Linked DNA regions of Mus musculus: region 1 is linked to region 2. A link is a contact called in public Hi-C data. All regions are on one chromosome and are shown on one strand. The core of a region is the stretch at or near the end of the contact, and the rest is flanking DNA. Distances in the headings are between cores, read along the strand shown.

Region 1 (4,616 bases), core at 1,556-4,055, 54 kb before region 2:
ACAACACACACACACTTTAAAATAAAACAAAAATGTAAAGGTAAGTGCCCTCTGGCATGGGTACAGGAAGGGGCTTTGATGCCCTACTGCCATCTGAACTAGACCTACATATTCTGATCCTGGTAATATGAGCTGTACCTACTGCATCTTTATGGTTGGCTAAGAAAGGGTCCATCGGCCACTACAACATATCTCAAAGTCAGAGCCCGTGGATGTGTGGGATGTCACTGCTCTCTGATGTAGCTACATCTCACTTTGCCATGAAAGTTCCAAGTACTATTTTATCTGCCACCCAAATGAAATAACCCAGGAAATTAGGCCAATCTATTCAATTAACTGATGTTATTGTGTGTCAGGTGTCCCAGACACACTAGTGAAGCAGTTTGCATTTCATCGTAGGACAAAGAAAAGGCAACAGATCTGTGCAGGTAGCTCCTACGCTCTAACGGCTTTGCCTCAGAACTTTCACCAAGCAGACTTTTTCCTGTATAACAACAGTGAGGGGTGGTGTGTGTGAGTGATGACAGTGGACCCTGAGCACCATCCTGAGAATGGGGTACATGGGTATGCAAGGCTTACGAGGGCAGACTCTCATCTGGTCTGGAGGCGTGGCTGCTGGCCAGAGGCCAGAGGAGCCAGGAGCCCTGTTTTCCAGCTCCCAGTAACCAGGTATAACCTCCCCCGAGGACATGTGAGCAACCTGAAGCTGTCATAGTCCAGAGCCATGTGACTACTAAACATTCACTCAGGACACAGAATAATGGGAACCTAGGAGCACTTCATGTGATCCCCAGACTAGCTTCCAGAACCTGGGGAGCTGTGCGCTGGGCACCCCTGAAGCTGTATCAGTGAACGCCCTCCTGGCAAAGGCAGGGGGAGAGAACAGGAGTAGAAAATCAACTGCCACAGTGGCAGCAGGGGAGGATCCCAGAGCAGTGGGCCTGGGAGAGTCAGGAAAGAAGGCAGAGGGACACTGAGTAGGACAAAAGGCACATGAGTCTCTTCATCTCTTTGAGGCTGAGCCTGTATGTTTCTGCTGTTGTAGCCTTGGAGGTTTAGCGAGGAGCCAGGAGCCCTGGCCTCTGCCCACCAGCTCCCTGTAACTCCCTGTAAGGACATCTGGGTACCTGAGGCTGTCCCAGTCCTGGGCCATTTACATACAGAACACTCACTGTTCTGTCCGGTCATGAAGCTCGTCTGAGCAGGTGAGTTCCACACAAGCCTGTGAGAGTCTGCGCTGCATGCCCCTTGGCACCTTGAGCTCTAACAACGCGTTTGTATTGTGTTAAAATGTTGTGCTTTAATGTCTGCTCTTAGAAACAGTAAGTCCCTCCAGGGAAGGACAATTTGCATGCATCTGCATATTTGATGCGCAGCTTGTGGGGACTGGTAACTGTACTGAGCTATATCTACATGGAATTTTTGTTGTTAGATTCAAGCCAGCTTGGTGACAGGTATAGCCATCCTTGGCTTTGTTGGAGACTTGGACAAGCAATGAGAGAAAAGCTTTTCCACAAAGACATCCCAGGACCTGGCAGCATCTGCCCAGCACCGTGCAGCAGGGTTTCAGTTATTTCTTTTCTTCTGGGATGTAAATCCAAGACAGTGCCTGGCTTGGCTCCTGTTCTCAGAACCCAGGGCACTGTATGAAGGGCCAGATAAAATGTATGCATAAGTAGGAATTTCTTTTCCTAGACAAACATTTGTCCATAATAGCTGGTCTCGAACTGCCAGGGTCTATGTCAGGCATTGCAGATTCAAAGGAAAGGAAGATGTGACCTTTGTCCTTGAGAAGGTCATTGTCTAGCGTTAGGGAAGAATCAATAGGGACAGATACATGAAGACATAGATATGAGCAGAGAAGTGCCTTCTAAACATTGAAGTTCAGAGATGGGAGCAGGCTCCTCTGGCCCTAGGCAGGCTGGGCAGGACAGGAAAACATCCTGGTGGTTAGTAACCATGGTAACCAATTGTCTGGTCCTGTTCCAGATCATCTTTTCCACTTCCTAAGGGCTGGATAGACACACGCCCACCCTGGACAGAGATTTGTCCTGCACAGTTACCAAAAGGGCACCAAAGACTCTGAAGTGTGTCACTCCTGTGCAGCGAGGACACAGGGTTCTGTCCTTTGAGAACAAGGTATGGGTGACCCTGCTGAGGCCTAGTCTCCCTTAGTGAAACAAAGTAACTGAGAAGCAACCACTTCAGGAAGGGAGAGTTACTGTGTCTCACAGTTTAAGGGTGCAACCTCATGAAAGAAAGTCATAGTGTCAGTATGAGGCAGTTGGTCACAGGACATCCACAGTCAGGAAGCAGCTGGTCACAGGGCATCCACAATCAGGAAGCAGCTCATCATAGGGCACCCAAAGTCAGGAAGCAGTTGGTCACATGGCATCCACAGGCAGGAAGCAGCTGGTCACAGGGCATCCACAGGCAGGAAGCAGCTGGTCACAGGGCATCCACAGGCAGGAAGCAGTTGGTCACATGGCATCCACAGGCAGGAAGCAGCTGGTCACAGGGCATCCACAGGCAGGAAGCAGCTGGTCACAGGGCATCCACAGGCAGGAAGCAGTTGGTCACATGGCATCCACAGGCAGGAAGCAGCTGGTCACAGGGCATCCACAGGCAGGAAGCAGCTGGTCACAGGGCATCCACAGGCAGGAAGCAGTTGGTCACATGGCATCCACAGGCAGGAAGCAGCTGGTCACAGGGCATCCACAGGCAGGAAGCAGCTGGTCACAGGGCATCCACAGGCAGGAAGCAGTTGGTCACAGGACATCCAAAGGCAGGAAGCAGAGAGATGAAGACAGATGCTGGGCTTGCTTTCTTTTATTGGTCACGGATCCTAGATCATAGAACAATGCCTAACACATTTGGAGTGATCAATATTAACTATTCCAACTCCTGTCTCAGTAAAAGGGTCCAGGCGTGTTGGCAACCTGGGCCGATGATCACCAGACTGTGACATTACTGTCTAGGAGGCTGCCAGGCAAATGTAACTCACTCAGGAAAGCTGCTTCTCCAAGCACTGTGGTCCAGCTCTCATGGGTTTTCTGTCTTTTCCAGATACACTCCAGATACTGAAAACATACATCATTAATATTCCAGAGCCCTGTTTCAGTACACAGAACAGCAGTAAAAAACAGCTCAGCACCTGAGACCCACAATTCATCATTCAAATTCACTCTGTTCAAGTATTCATATCCTGCAACAGTGTGTCCCTGGAGGGGCAAGTGAGCCCAGAGGACGCCTCACAGGATCCAGGAGACAGGGAAAGAATCCAAGGGTAGGAATGAAGGGTTCTGGAACAATCTGATGATTTCACATAAGGCTTTTCTCCTCTTGATACACTGGTCTCAGTGTCTGGCCCTGACAGTGCAGGAGAGGCAATGGCTCTCCTCCCAGCACAGGAATCACCAAGCAAGGGTTCTTTGAGCCATCAGGGAATAAATTCTGAGGACATTTTGCAAGTATTTATTTGCCATGTAGGATGTGCCACACACTGTATTTGGCACAAAAGATGAGAAGTGCCTAGCTCTCCACCCAGACTTGGCCTGGGCAGTCAGAATGGAAGTGAACTGCCCAGCACAGCAGGTGAAGCCGAGAAGAGTTCTGTGGAGTGAGGACCCACTGGTCTCACCTGCTGGGGGCCATGTCTCACAGCTTCTCCCAGGGTGAGCATTTACAAGGTCTGGGAGGGGTTGCTCCTCATCTGGATCTGGCTGTAGCTGCTTCCTGGACAAGGTGAGAGACTGTGCCACCGAGGCTGGAAAGCATGGGAACTCAGCGTCCGTCCGGGGTCTCCACCTTGGATTTCAGTAGAGCCATGGGATTGCATTGAGCTAATTTACCATCACACTTTTACAGGCAAATCCTGGGAACTAGAGTGAACTGCTTGAGTATTGGCTGCGCTCATTAAGGGTGTATATATATATATATATATATATATATATATATATATATGTGTGTGTGTGTGTGTGTGTGTGTGTGTGTATATTAGGAAAACATCAGCGGCAACCTAAATGTTAAACAACAGGGAGGAAATTAAGCAAATGAAGCAATCCATGCATCTGGTGAGAAAGAAAATAGCGTCAAAAAGAACATAAACTGCTCATTCGGTTTATCTGGCAACTCGGTTGAGTCCAAGGAATGCAGCATCGAACAAGGTGAGCAGAGCCTGGGACTTGGGTTCTGCTGGAGGAGTGAGCCAGCTACTGGGCTGTAAGTGATGCATCTTCAGGGGAGAAGGTTGCTCATGGGTCAGGGGTCAGGGGTCAGGGGTCAGGCATGGCTCTGCAGGGCAGAAGTTGTGCAGTGCCCTGAACAAAGATTGATCAGTGTAGAGAGGACAGCAGGGAACAAGTCCCTGAGGTTGGAGTGTGCTCGAAAGGGCCCACAGCCAGTGCACTAGTTATTTATCTCTGTGACAAAATCATCCGAGACATGAGAAGCATCTTCAGGAAGGAAGGGTATCTCATCATGGTGGGAAAAGTGTGCCATCAGGGGCTTGAGGTGTCTGGTCACTTCCAAAGTCAGGAAGGAAGGAGGAGAGCTGGCCTTTGGGCAGGTGGCAGTCTCTTCCTCATAGAGATGCTTGCCGCCCCCACCCTGACCCA
Region 2 (4,450 bases), core at 1,280-3,779:
TAGACCAGGTTGGCCTTGAATCTAGAGATTACCTGCCTCTGCCTCCTGCTTGTTGACATTAAAGGTGTGTGCCACCACCAGCTCAGATCTTAACATCTTAATATCAAACTTTGTTTTACTTTTAAAGTTTCCTTCTCAGGGATTCCAATTCAATGGACTTGGCTCCTCTTCCCTGGCTCTCAACAACTTATATCTGAAGCTTTTAACTTATTTTTTCTCATCTCCAATCTCCTCCCTCCCTCCTTCCTGACCTTTTTCTTTTCTCCCCATCCTTCCCTTTTTGTATGTGATGTGTGTATAGTGTGCACATGTGTATATGCATGTTTGATTGTGCATGTATTCATACATGCACACAAAGGCCAGAGCTTACATGTTCCTGTTGGGTGGGGACATGGCATACATGCATACGTGTATGTGTGGAGGCCAGAGGTTGACCTGTGGTGTGGCCTTTGACAGCTCTTTACCTTATGTACTGAAACGAGTCTCTTACTTACACCAAAGCTTGCTGGTTCTCAGCTTGTTGAGCTAGTCAGCTTGCCCTGGAGACTACCTGCCTCTACCTCCCATGCACAGTATCACGGTAGGCTACCAAGCCTGCCCACATTTTAGGTGGGTTCCTGGGGTTCTAACTCCTGGTCCTCACATGCAAGTACTTCAACTGCTGAGCCATCGCTCCAGACTATAATTATTATTTCTTCTTCCCCCCTCCCTCCCCCTCCCCTTCCTCTTCTTCTTCCCCTTCTTCCCCTTCTTCCCCTTCTTCTTCTTCTTCTTCTTCTTCCTCTTCTTCTTCTTCTTCTTCTTCTTCTTCTTCTTCTTCTTCTTCTTCTTCTTCTTCTTCTTCCTCCTCCTCCTCCTCCTCCTCCTTGTTCTTCTGTCTCTATCTCTGTCTTTTTCTGTCTCTCTCTGTCTCTCTGTCTCTGTCTCTCTGTTTCTGTCTCTCTGTCTCTCATTTAGCAATCTTCCTGGCTCAACCTCCCGAATGCTGAGATTACAGGTGACACAACCACCATCAGTCAATGTGTGTGTGTGTGTGTGTGCTCGTGCCTGTGTGTGTGCATGTGTGTGTTGGGGAGCATAATCAGATGAAATGTTAGGATTCCTCTTCCACACTCAGCAATATGACTAACTTTCTGTTTTGCTTTTGTAGTAGCAGTTTTGCTGTCCTTTGACTTCTCAGATAGGAAGCATTTGGAGGCAGGGCTCCGGGTGGGGACTTTCTCTTCTGTCCTCTGCAGTTTTCAACAGATACTGATGCTGATGCTATGCTGGGGGAGGGGCCACTTGCTTGTCTCTTTCCTGCTCTTTGGGGTTTGTCCTGCTTCCTCTTCTTTCCCTTCACTCCCAGGCCTCTGAGGGGCAACAGTTGTTCCCACTTATCTGACTGTCCCCAAGACTCTTGGGTGTTTTCAAGCCTGTCATCTCTTCAGTATTTTACAAATCTCTTCCCTGGTCAGTACAGTGCTCGGATTCTAGTACTTGGAACGGAACTTCTTAGGGTATGAGAAACCTGTCTTCTGTGAAGGGTGTTTGCAGAATGGGGTGCCTGGTGGAATGGGGTGCCTGGTGGAATGGGATGTCTTCAGGAATGGGGTGTCTTCAGGAATGGGGTGTCTGGTGGAACTAAGAGGCTTTCCCTTCTCACTTCTGAGAAGTCTGAAGTTCAGGTGAGGCTCAGAATCCTGGTAGCCCAAGGCTTGCGGTGCTCTTTGTTCAGGATTGGGCAGACTGCCGCCCAGGGAGTTCCTTCCTCCTGCAGTGTGGGCAGATCTCAGAAATATTTGCAGGCTCTCAAGTACTGGAAATTCTTTTCCAGACACAGGGACTTAGAGTCACAAGGTCATGGACAAGGTTACAGTCACCAGAGCTGCTGTCAGGGAACTCGCTGCTGCCTGCTCTATTAAGTGGGTTACTATGCTCACCTCATTCCTTCAAGAAAGCAACCAATAAAAAACCGAAAAGATTTAAAAACATAAATTACCATCTATCTCCCCTCTTTTTCACGTTTATTTAAAACCACCACCATTCCATTTTGCTTTTAAGAGCAGGAAGGGTCATCCTTACAAGCAAGCGCCTTGAAATCTACCTTCCCTGTCTTAGTCTTGTTCAGACCACAGGGCAGTGCATTCCTGTTATCCCAGGACTCAGAAGTCTGATGCAAAAGGAGTGCTGCGAGATTGAGGCCAGCATGGGCTGGATGGTGAGTTCGAGGTCAGTCTGGATTATAGGATGAGACCTTATATTAAAAAAGAGAAAGCACAAATAAAAAATAAAAACCCAAGAACCCACTATTGCCCAAATAGTGAATGTGACGGATGGCGGGCCGGGGCGATCTCTGCAGACTGGCCCATTCCAAGTCTTTGGGGAACCGCGCGTCCGCGCCCGCTGCCTCCACCTGCCACTCCCGGGGGCGCGCAGTGGGCGGGGCGCCGCTGCCATGGAGACTCGGCTCCGCCCCCGCGCCCGCCCCTCAGCGTCGATTGGTCGCCCTTTGCTCCCTGACCCCGCCGCTGGGCCGCCGCTTCCTGCCGGGCGCCGAGCGCCGAGCGCCGAGCGCCGCCCGCCGAGCGCCGCGTCTTCCCGCGCCGCCGCCCCGAGCTCCGCCCGCCGCGCGCTCCGCCCGCCGCGCCGCCAGGCTGCCCGGCGGCCGCCCAGAGCGAGGATGCGGCGGCGCTCGCGGATGCTGCTGTGCTTCGCGCTGCTCTGGGTCCTGGGCATCGCCTACTACATGTACTCGGGGGGCGGCTCCGCGCTGGCCGCGGGCGGGGGCGGCGCCGGCAGGAAGGTGAGTGCCGCGAGGCCTGTGCGCCGACCCGGGCCTGCAGCGGGGAGGCGCCGTGCACCGAGAGTGCTCCCCGGCTCGGGGCAGCAGATGTGGGGACCCTGGCCGGGACGCGCGCCTCAAGTTTTCTCCGGGCCCTCAGGCCAGCGGCGCGAGCTCCGGCCCTGTCCGGCTCACCCGCGGCTCTGGGTGCAGCGACTTGCCTCCCGCATGCGGGGCGCGGGCACCCGGAGCCACGTACCGCCCTGCGCCAGGATCTTGGAGGCTGTTATCTCGCTGGCGACACTGCGCTCCACTCCCTGTGCCGGGATCATAGGGACAACCCTTCCGCCGGACTCCCTGCCCCCTGCTCCGTACTCCGCCCAGATCACCCCGGAGCCCCACTCCCTGCTCCGGGATCTTGGGGATCGTTGTCACCCGAAACCCGGTGCTCCCCGAGCCACATTCCGCCCAACTGGAACCCGCGACCCTCTCGTCTTGCGCCCAGATCTTGGGGACCTTGGTCGGGCTGGAACCCTGGTGCTCCAGTGATCAGAGGCGTGATCCCTCCCTATCCTCCCCATCCAGCACCCCGGCAGTGAGGTCGTACCGTGGTTCTGTCAGACCTCCCGTTCTACTTGCTACACTGCCCACCTCGGCCCTTGGCCGCTCACGGCGGCGGGAACTACCTAGCCTTTTGCGCTTGCATTTCCTAACCCCAAGTCCGCATTTCCTAACCCCAAGTCCCTCCTCGGTGTGTGTCTCTGGTGGGTTCGGTAGTGAGGCCGGGAGTCTTAGAGCTTACAGGTTCTGATTCGGCAGTCATCTCGGCTTGGGTACCGAGTGGACACCGAGCGAGCGTGGGATCCTTGCCTTGGTTGGTGCTGTCTAGGCTGTTGTATTCTCTCCTGAGGGGTTTGTGGTGTTTTACTAGCTAACGAGCTTCGAAATATAGTTATCTTTTCCAAAGATTTGTAGCCCTCCTTACTTGATTTTGAGTAACAGTACACGACCAGAAAAGAATGGAGGTAGATCGCGGCTTAGGGAGATAGGGGGTAGAATCTTGAGTAGGATGGACTGCCCATGAGCAGCCGCCGACTTTACCCCTACTCAGACACTGAATGTCAAAGGCACATGGCTGATTCCCTTTTTCTCTGGCATCTTCAAGTTATTCCTAGCTGCAGGTACGGAGGGAGGAAGGAAGGGAGGGAGGAAGGTGGAAGTGTCTTTTTGACTCTGGGAGGGGTTCATGATTCGTTTTTTATTTTCAGTAACGAACATGGAAACAGTGTTTCCCTGTGCCTGGCTTGTGTGGGGTGGACACTGACTCTCATTAGCCCTGCTTTCTGAATGGTTGTTGTGCTGGGAGCCCCTGCTTGCTAGGGTTTAAGTCTAGCAAGCGTGGCTGGTGGCAGCAGCCAGGTTTTTGAGAACCATGGTGACTCTGAGCAAGTGTGGTGTGTACGGACTTTGCTTCCCCAGGAGACTTCCCTCGCCTTGGGAATACCCTGGCTGCTGACAATGCTTTTTCCTAGTCACACAAAGATGAAGTCCTGGATCAGCACAGGTATGTATGTAGAAAGGCACCTGTGGCATCAGCCTCCCAGGGATGTCACCCTACCTCTGGGGGTGTCTGTTGGCAAGCAGTTGGCTTGTCTCCTCATTAAAGTTCTCTGGATGCCTAAGAGG

The links. A called contact is a pair of places that touch in the nucleus more often than the background predicts.
Region 1: a Hi-C map of double positive thymocytes shows a contact between it and region 2, with 1.4 times the contacts expected there. The contact joins the enhancer-like site here to the promoter of Galnt2 in region 2. A contact is called at or near these places in 1 of 15 datasets of contacts at CTCF or cohesin (the NIH/3T3 cell line), 21 of 484 Hi-C or Micro-C datasets (the HL-1 cell line, the N1E-115 cell line, Sertoli cells and 11 more), 8 of 115 datasets of contacts at active chromatin or transcription factors (double positive thymocytes, embryonic fibroblasts, embryonic stem cells and 3 more) and 1 of 9 other capture datasets (adipose tissue).

What each region holds. Positions count from the first base shown.
Region 1 is chr8:124,174,991-124,179,606 of GRCm38.p6, forward strand. No RefSeq gene overlaps it. Among named protein-coding and RNA genes, the nearest start is that of Gm42054, 19 kb to the right of the region's middle. Within about 2 kb of position 2,806, at least 28 of the 459 cell types and tissues checked have an H3K27ac peak or open chromatin away from gene starts, as enhancers often do. A contact at or near this core is called in the N1E-115 cell line, cortical neurons and double positive thymocytes, where this site is marked.
Region 2 is chr8:124,228,865-124,233,314 of GRCm38.p6, forward strand. It overlaps Galnt2 (polypeptide N-acetylgalactosaminyltransferase 2), which reads left to right and starts at 2,530. Exons shown (of 16, transcript NM_139272.2): 1 at 2,530-2,785. The coding sequence starts at 2,663.